Linked DNA regions of Mus musculus: regions 2 and 3 are each linked to region 1. Evidence: chromatin contacts called from public Hi-C data. All regions are on one chromosome and are shown on one strand. The core of a region is the stretch at or near the end of the contact, and the rest is flanking DNA. Distances in the headings are between cores, read along the strand shown. Region 1 has its middle 35 kb from the start of E030025P04Rik. Region 2 overlaps Cep112 (centrosomal protein 112). Region 3 overlaps Gm46298 (a long non-coding RNA gene).

Region 1 (3,091 bases), core at 441-2,940:
CAACTGCAGGCTGTCCTGTTCTCATTCTCCTCCATCAAATAGTTGCTCTGCACAGGAGCCACAATGTATGGCAATAGCCAGGTCAAGGTTGGGTGGGGCGGCGTGTGGATAATTGCAGGACTGTAATCATTGCGGACACAATCTGGCTTATCTGAGTGGCTCTGGGTGTATCCCTGTGCCATATCACAAAGCACCAGGAAGTCCTGACAGTGGCGCCTGGAAGCCTGCCCTGTCTGAGGCGGGTTCTTGAGGGTGTGTCGGCAGAGGCATCGCCCGGTCCACTCGGCTCTGACCATCCTCTAGCATTACGGGAAGTGTTGAGTTCCCTGGTGATGTGGAAAACTTATCAATCCTCCTTGTGGGGGTGTCTGTCTTACGTGTCTTTCTTCTCTACCCACAGGAGGCCAGTGGCACCTTTCATTTTAAAGTGTGAGCATCCAAACTGTCCCGATTGTCCCCAGGGACTGAAGTTGTTCAGGTAGGAAAGGCAATGTGTGTGGAGGTCAGCATCCTCTACCATGTGGCCAGCAGCCACATGCAGGTCAGATATGGTCCAACCTGAGATGTGTGCTCTGACAACCAAATAGACCCCAGAGTTTGGTCAGCCAGTCTGATGGTAAATGTAACACACCTCATTGACAATTTTAAAGCATTGATTCCATGTTAAAAGAACAGTACTTTGCATCTTCTTGGGTAATTCAAGTATTCTATGACATCCGTTTCATCTATTCCTTTCTATTCTTTAGTGTGTTGGGGTGTATGCAGGCATATGTGCACAGCTGCCCAACGTGGTTGCTGGGAACCAACCTTACGTGGATAGTGGGAACTGAGGTTGGTTCGCCTGAGTTCCTGCGACAGCTGGTTACACAGTCCTCCTGCGTAACTGCCCTAGAGCTGCTCCATCAGTTGTTCAGCCCTGCTCTTCCTTCTGGGGTACCCCAGGCTCAGTGCTCTGATCCCATCCCATTAAACCTCCATCAAAGAAGCATCCATGGCTATCTCATGATGCCCCAAGGAAGCCCAAGAAACCCTCTTTCTGGGACACTATCTCCTTGACTGTCTTGTAGGTTGGTGAGGTGAGTTTCTAGCATGTGGCTATCTCTCTGTCTCTCTCCTCCCCATAGCTCAACGTTGGAACTGTATTTTATTTGAATGACATCAGCTCACCAGAAGAGAGAGAGAGAGAGAGAGAGAGAGAGAGAGAGAGAGAGAGACAGAGAGACAGAGAGACAGAGAGACAGAGAGACAGAGAGACAGAGAGAATGCCCCAGGGATTGTTTTACCCATTCAGAGCACAGCCTACAGCAGGTCAGCCTGCCCTGAGCCATCTTGTTCCTCCGTCTGCGTTCCAGAAAGTCACCCATTGTCCATCTGCCTGTGAATGCTTCTGCCCAGAGCCTTCTGGACGTTTTGGCCACGCTATGATCAACCTCACATAGTGGCTGATGCTTTCTCATCAAAGCTGTCCCTTCCCTTTGATTTTTGTCTTTAGGGCAGGATGACAAAGACAAAGGATAAAGGTCCTCTCTGGTCTTCTTAGTTCAGGCTGAGAATAGAGAAGAATGAAGAGGGAGTTTTATAAAAACTGCTGTGTGCACCAGGTTGAAGAACCTGGGCGGGTTCCCAGGGCTTCTGGGCCCTCTGCTTAGGATAGCCAGTAGGTGGCTCTGCTACACAGTTAGGTGACATGAACCAGAAAGCAGGTCTGGAAAGCTAACTCTTCCTGTAACAGGCTGCCTGGGAGTGTTCTGAGGGTTCCTGGGGCTGCCTTCTTGGGAGAAGGGAGGAGAGACACGTTAGGGTTCAGGGGGAATAGTGAAGATTAGAAACACAAGACAAAGTGTAGGGACAGAGCGACGGACAGGTGTGCACAGAGGGAAGGAGCCAGCAGGCCAAAGAAGCCCCAAGAGAGGGCCAGTTCTGTAGGGAGCATGGTCAAAGGTGGCAGGTTAGGAGGAAATTCACATCCCCAGGAGGGAGGCAGAGTCTGGGTTTGATTCTCTACTCTTATTCTAGCTGTAGGGCTTTGGGCAAATGCCCCAGTCTCTGCTTCCTACCCTGTGAACTGAAGATCTAATGCCATTACAGGGTTGTTGGACCATTTAAATGAGAGTCCAGGAGAGAGAGACCTGCCACAAGATAGACATTAGAACTATTTGGTATGGCACCTTGTTGGACACGCGTTAATCAACACCGGCTAAGCAGTGTGCACTGTGCTATGGCCTACATCCTTCTGGACACTCAGGAACTTTTATTTATCTACAGGGGACCAGGCTATCAGGAGACATTGGCTACAAACCTGCATGGCCTTCACCACTCACCTGTCCAAGCCCCACTAAAGAAGCAACTAGGGGACTCGGAAACCAGATTCTTTCAAATTGGAAAGGCTGTAGAGATGTGGTCACTGAGAACAGGCCTGTTTCAGGGCATCAAGAGGAGCCACCATTTATCACAGGAAGAGTCACTGTGTGGGTGGGGAACACTTTAGAAGAAGGGAGGCCACATCCTGGAAGCTGGGATTTCTTCCTTCCTGAGATGTGTGGACAGGAACATGGTCCACCAGGGGACCGGAGGGCTTCTGGCTTAGGGAAGCTCAGGGGCCTTAGCATCCACACCCTAATGCTGCCACTGGTCATGTAGGGCAAGCGACATTAACCCCTTTAGAGCTTACTGCCTGCCATGGAGTTGTAAGTCATCAGTGAATCAGCCTGGGGAGTGCCGGGTAGAGCATGACATCACCACGAGGCAGAGGAAGTGAAGAGGATTGTTAAGATCTCATCATTCCACACGATTTCATTTTAATTCACCTTCGCTTTCAGGGAGGGTCACGGCAGGTCAAAACCATGAAGGGAACTGAATAAATACACATATGCACACACATACCACCTCCCTCCTGGGCGGAGTTATTGCTCATGGCAAGTCTGGGGTGGGGCTTGTCTCTTGGCTTTAAGTCAAATGTTTCTGAAAATTGTTATAACTCAGGCCAGTGGGATGGCTCATCGTGTGAAGGTAGCTGGTTACTTGAGTCAGATTCCCCAATATCCACGAAAAGATGAAGGAGAGAATCAACTTCATAGAGTTGTCCTATCTA
Region 2 (3,091 bases), core at 356-2,855, 400 kb after region 1:
GTAAGCAGCCTGAGGCACACAGATTCTAAGTAGGGGAGTCAAGACTTGAAGCCAGGTAGTAAGACTCTGGAGTTCATGATATGAAGGGCCCAGGACTCTGTTTATTGCAACACATACAAGCAAATCCAGAGATTTTCTCTAAACCTTAAGAAGGATGAAGGGGCAGCAGGTCTGAGAAGATTGGGTTTCCCAGACACATCCGACCTGACCAGGTTAATGCACTGCTTAGAGATCTGCTGTTCAGCCCATGATGCCTTGGTCCTTCTAAAAACAGAGAACCCTGCCAGACTGAGTTGTTCATTTACACATCGATTCTTTGACATCATAGAAACTGTCATTTGAACTGGATTCTCAGAATAATTGGTTTCCTCTTAGAAAACAAACTCCTCAGGCTCTTTTGCAAATCAATCTTGGCATTAATCTTTGTGGAATGTCCACATTGGGGAGCCAGCAAGAGATGGTTATTGATTAGCATTTCCTTCCTTGGGAATGGCCTTTAAATTCGATGAACTATCCTGAAAGCTGCCTTTCAAAGTATGACCTCTTTCCTAAATTGGTCTTCAACACTTGTTTATGAAGAAGAAAAAGGAGGAGAAAGAGATGAGGGGGAGAAGAAAGGGGAGGATGTTGAGGAGGAAGGATCATAAAGAAACACACAGCCAACTATTGAAGGAAATACTTATTTCTTAGTATATGGACGAAATGGCCTGGCTGAGCTCCACGTTAAGTCAAGGAGAGGTTCTGCCCAAGTCACAGGAAACACAGTGGATGGTGAGAAAGATCGCCCCCATTTGCACAACTCTTGTATTTTGGTCATGTTCATGTATATCTGAATGAGTGAATGAGCACAGGCTTCCAGTCCAGTCAGAGGCGGGACGCTGCCAACAGCTACGCTGGAAGGGTCAGACTGTTTGGAGGTAGGCGCAAGGTTCAAGATCTGCCCTTGTGAAAAGAGAGACCAGAGTGGGGTAAGAGGGAGGTCAGAAGGTCAGCCCCCTAAGACTCCTTTTAGTAAGAGAATGAAACAGATTCAGAGAAATTCACTTTACTTAATGCTCTGCTCCCTAAACATAGACAAGAAAGAGTTGGGAGGAGTGAGGTCCAAGGGTAGAGGGATGGCGGGTTTGGCTAGAAAGCTGCCATTAGGAAGGCAGAGGATACAGATAAAAGCTTGACCGAAGTGGGACAGGGAATCTGATGACAAGCATGGTATTTGAAGAGATCAGAGTTCTACAAAAAAGCACCAGGCCAAGGAATGACTAGGCAGACTTGCAGGCAGTAGGGTTGAAACCAGGCTAGGTGGAACACATGGAGGAATGCCCACTGTCAAACCTCACAGAGAATGTAGATGGCTGTCCTGGAACTTGCCTTATAGACCTCAAATTCACAGAGATCTGCCTACCTCTGGCCCCTAACCCCCAAGTTCTGGTACTAATAAATGGTAGAAGTGCCATTTATTAACCACACCGAAGAGAGGATGAGGCCCAACTCAATGACTTTGTAAACAAAACTTTGCTGACACAATTAAAAAAAAAGGACAGCCAGGGAGACAGCTCAGCAGGTAAAGGTGCTTGTTGCTAAGCTTGAGGACTGGAGTTTGATTCTTTAGACCCACATGGTGGAAGGAGAGAACTGACTACCCCAAATTAACCCCTAGCCTCCAATGTGTAAGGTGTACAGAATAAAACAAATATGATACAAATTTTCAAACGAAATAAGTCAGCTTGGAGGAAAAGAGGTAAGCATTTCATGCAGGGACAGTAGTGTCCACTAACGTCTGGAGTCATCAGTGTTGAAGCAATGGTGGATTTCCAGGGAGAAGGATGACTCACTACAGGAAAGCCAAGGTCCAGCTGAGCTCGGGCGAGCCTTGTATAGGAAGCCAATTTTATCAGGAAGAATCCGCAGAGACCAGTGTTCTGGATGAGGAAATGCCGGCTAACATCACTTTTGAACTTGGAATGAATCTGCCGCTAGGAATGGCAAGAGAATAAAAGATGGAAGAAGCAATTGCAAAGAGAGGAAAATCACGCTGGTTTCTGAGAATGCTGTTGCCTTGTTTGATGAACTAGCCTATTTGTTTTGGCTCCAACTAAACTCAAGAATGTTTCTGCATATTTTACAGTGTAGTTTATAGACATCAAAGGAACAGTCTCCCCTTTCATCGTTATTTACACATAAAAATAATGCAATTTGTGGTGCATGTACAAGTAACTTCTTAAAAAGCTCTCGAGTCTAATTTATTAATTGCTTGAGATTTAAAGTTAAACAAGGGTGAGATGCAAATCATCTGGTACTCTGAAACATTTTACCACCAAATCTTGTTTTATTAATGAGATGCTGAACAGCCATATGAATATTTATGTAGGTGGTTAGAGGGCTTTAGGAAGAGTCCTGGAGCAAGTGACAGACATAAAAGGAAAAGGGTTCTAAGTCTCTTGAAAAAAATGGGGGCAGCTTCTTTGTTTATAGACCACTCTTTCTTCTGTGCTTCCAACACTAAAGCATCGCTCTCTGTACCCGGCCCAGCACTCCATCCCGTTCTGTGCTGCTCCAAAGCTTTAGTTTCTGTCAAGGCGGCGTGATGGCAACAGTCCTCCTTTTGGGTGGCAGAACTCTGATTTTCCAATAATAAGATTTTTGAAAAAAAATCCATGTAAAATATTACACATCATTTGTGTATTTGATTGACTCTGATTCAGTTCCTTAGAAATTTCACATGAAGCTGCTTCATTTCATGTTGTATAATGGATAAAAGCTAGAACTGAGCCATTGCTCCTGATTTAGAAAGCACATTTATGCAGAATTATTCACGGCACTAGAACCGTCTATTAACACTCTAGTTTTCCTCACTAACATTTTGTAATATTACAAATTAATACATCTCTATATATTAATTCTATATTTGTTGTTGGGAAAGCACACACACAACCTACATATATACACACTTTGTATTTCCTTATTTATTTATTTATTTTTTACATTTCAGATGTTACCCCCCTCTTCCCAGAATTTCCTCTTATAAGGTATACATGTACCTCAGCCTATCCCTGTTGAAGTCCGTGTGTAAGCTCGGCAGCAACAAAGATAA
Region 3 (3,091 bases), core at 379-2,878, 290 kb after region 1:
CTGGGCGTCCTGATCCATGGGAAGGAAGAGGCAGTTGTTGTTTCTGGGTGTGAGCAACAGCCAAAGTGCAGAAATGGACCTTCTCGCTGTCTGTCTCTGCCATGCCTTCTCTCTTCCCTGTGAAAACCCTGCTCCCACAGCCCCAGCGCCACAACGAGTGCCATCCCTTTCTGGCGGGCAACTGAGTAGAGCTGCCAGAACACCAAGGCCTTGATGCTGTGGCTGGACTTGGTAATGTGTAAGGGTCACCCAGGTGGTACTGGTTTTGAAGGCATGAAGGAGTTGAGCAGAGCAGCTGAGGCTTGGCACTGTGAGAGGCCATGGAAGGCCATTGGTGAAGGTGCAGCCTCAGTTGCAATTGATGGCCCAGGACTGAAGGGGTCATGCAGTGTTTTGGAGATGCCAGTACCATGAGATGACTACCAAGAGCAGCAGCAGCAGTGGAGTACAGGCATCTGGAGCCTAGAGGATGACACGTGTGCTACAAAGGGCATGGCTGGAGAAGTGACCCAAGCCCTTGGAGGAGCCCAGAAGATCGTAAGTTGGATCCCAGACATTGGACGGTTGGAGATTGACTTTTGCTTTTGATTGTGACTGTGCCCTGATATTTTCCCTCTTGAAGGAAGAAACTGTTTTAGTGGAGCCCACAGTTAAGAGACTTTTAATTGTAAAAAGACTTTGGATTTTAAAAGAGATGGATATTTTAAAGAGATTGCTGTCCCGACACCAAAGAAGACGAGTGAGGTACATGAGAGCACATTCTCTGGTCTCTGAGGCATTGTGGGGGAAGAGGGAAGCATGGCCATGAGAGCTTGGAGAAGAAACACAGGCCCCATGCTTTCCCGAAAGCAGCCACACTGACTGGATGGACAATGGCCACTCTACCCAGAAGCCCCTTGCCTTTGAGGGGCTCCTGTGAATCACCGATGTCACACTGGGGAGTTCCCTGGAGTAGCTGAAGGGCATCTGTCCCCACAGCTATGGAGAAGCAGTTTGGGTATGAGCCTTAGAGTCTTGGCATTTTTGTAATTATCTCAGTTTTCCATTGAAATGGAAATGTCTTCCCACCTACCCTGTTTTACTGGAACGTCCTGTAGGGTAGGTCTTCTGTTGTTCTCAAAAAGAGGCAGCGTTTGGAACAGTCGGAAATGACTTTAAAGAACAGTCAAGCCATCCATTCAGTTAAATCGGAGTCAGCTAGAAAAAAAAAAAAAAAAACTTCCCAAACTTCTTTAGTGGATGACATTTTCAAAGCAGAATTCTTTTCTTTCTTTCTTTCTTTCTTTTTTTTTCCAAAATACCACAAGCAATGCATTGAGTTCAGGGAATACTGCCTGCCAAGCTTCAAGTTTTATATTTAACCTTTCTTCTTTTTTAACGTCTTTGCAAAAACATGCTTGGAACTCTTCAAAACCCTTTCAGCTTGAAAGTTTGGAGGAAAGTCTTAGTGGATGAAACTCTCAGTTCTCAACTTCCCCATAGCTTCCGTTCCTCTCCTTGTGTTAGGGAGAAAGATTATTATCATCGCCTGCTCACCAAAGAAGCCGGCATGTGGTGCTGGCTGCTGGCTCGAACATCACATACTTCTTGGATGATGTATCATCAGCTCAAAACCTAAGCACAGGTTGGCCCTAGAACTCATAATCTTTCCGCCATAGCCTTCCAAAGAGTGTTGGGATTATAGACACCACTATATCCTGTGTTTCTCTAAGGCAGCTCGTCTCAACCTTTCTACTGCTGTGACCCTTTAAGACAGCTCCTCACGTTGTGGTGACCCCCCCCCCCCCCCCGAGATAAAAATTACTTTTGTTGCTTTGTGACTGTAATTTTGTTACTATTATGACATCGCAACATAAATATCTGTGGTTTTGATGGGGGGGGACGGTCAGTCGGAACCCACAGGTTGAGAAACACTGCTCTATGGCATGAGCTCATAGCTGTGGAGCCCTTAGGGGTGAGAAACCCTAAAAACCACGGATATGATAGGAACACAACACTGAACACAGCACACTCGTGTTACAGAGGATGGTGTTGTGTAGTCAAGCCCCGTCTTTGAAGTTGAAAATGTACACATTAAGTGGGACTGGGAGCTGGTCTAAGAGCTAAACTTTTAAAGAGTTGGTGGTAGAATACCTGATAGAATACAGAAATTGGATTAGTGGTGAAATTCTGAACATGGTGTCCTTTGGCTCAAAAAAAAAATCATCTCGTTCTATTTTTTCCCCCTGGGGCCCAGCAAAGTACTCTGGCCCTAAACATCAGCTCCCTAATCTGATTTTCCTTCTCTCTGGCATGTATTTTATTAACCCATTTTCTCATTTACCCACTGTGAATAGCTCAGTGGGTAGCATCCTTCTTAGAAAGTGAAAACCTCCTGGGAGACGCTGCACTGGAGCAGAAATGCACACAAACCCCTCTGGCCCCAGTGCAGGGAAGAAAAAGCCCCGTCTGTAATCCTGTCTGGTGAATCCGCACATTGTGTTCCGACCTTCCAGGAGAGCGAAGGCCTGATTAAAACACGGGGCCGTCGAGGAATGCAGCTCATAATAGGCTGGCAGCTTGCGACGTGATTAATGTTGAGGTGGGGGTGAAGAGCGAGCAGGCCTTCCTTCCCCAGGCAAACCCTCCCACAATTCTGCCACCTGGCAGCAAGCTACGGTGCTCCAACAACACCAGGAGCTGGAGGGCAGCGAGGGCTGGAGTCTGCCACGTGACTGGAATCAGCCACGTGACCTGAGTTAGTCCCGCTACCATCTTGGTTTAATGACCATGGACGGCCACGTCTCCTCCCAGAGCCAATGTATGAAGGCAACCCTGAGCAGGTGGCCATGCTACACAGTGAAGGACAGTTGGAAAATGTTCAATCCTTTGTCTCCTGGCTTAAAGATGTAGGTGCGGATGCCTCTATTTCAAAGACAGAGCTTTATGGTAGGGGGAATTCCTTTTCTTTAAGAGATTATTTATTCATTTTTAATTCGTTATTCGTTTCTTTGTAGTTTTGGAGATAGCTCCATTTCTGCCCAGTTGCCAGTTCTGACTCGTGGTCTACTCCACATTCCTGCCAAGCTGAACTTCAAGGAAGAGAGTACTC

What was found. Hi-C and Micro-C count contacts between places; a contact is called where the count stands out from the background.
Region 2: a Hi-C map of uterus shows a contact between it and region 1, with 2.0 times the contacts expected there. The contact joins two enhancer-like sites.
Region 3: a Hi-C map of uterus shows a contact between it and region 1, with 2.3 times the contacts expected there. The contact joins two enhancer-like sites. A contact is called at or near these places in 7 of 484 Hi-C or Micro-C datasets (CD8 T cells, the HL-1 cell line, Th1 cells and 3 more) and 2 of 115 datasets of contacts at active chromatin or transcription factors (embryonic basal ganglia and embryonic stem cells).

The regions. Positions count from the first base shown.
Region 1 is chr11:109,177,595-109,180,685 of GRCm38.p6, reverse strand. No RefSeq gene overlaps it. Among named protein-coding and RNA genes, the nearest start is that of E030025P04Rik, 35 kb to the right of the region's middle. Within about 2 kb of position 1,690, at least 16 of the 459 cell types and tissues checked have an H3K27ac peak or open chromatin away from gene starts, as enhancers often do. A contact at or near this core is called in uterus, where this site is marked.
Region 2 is chr11:108,779,830-108,782,920 of GRCm38.p6, reverse strand. The region is part of intron 23 of Cep112 (centrosomal protein 112); the gene reads right to left. Among named protein-coding and RNA genes, the nearest start is that of Cep112it, 36 kb to the left of the region's middle. Within about 2 kb of position 1,605, at least 17 of the 459 cell types and tissues checked have an H3K27ac peak or open chromatin away from gene starts, as enhancers often do. A contact at or near this core is called in uterus, where this site is marked.
Region 3 is chr11:108,885,113-108,888,203 of GRCm38.p6, reverse strand. All of the region lies in intron 2 of Gm46298 (a long non-coding RNA gene), which reads left to right. Among named protein-coding and RNA genes, the nearest start is that of Gm46298, 24 kb to the left of the region's middle. Within about 2 kb of position 1,628, at least 20 of the 459 cell types and tissues checked have an H3K27ac peak or open chromatin away from gene starts, as enhancers often do. A contact at or near this core is called in uterus, where this site is marked.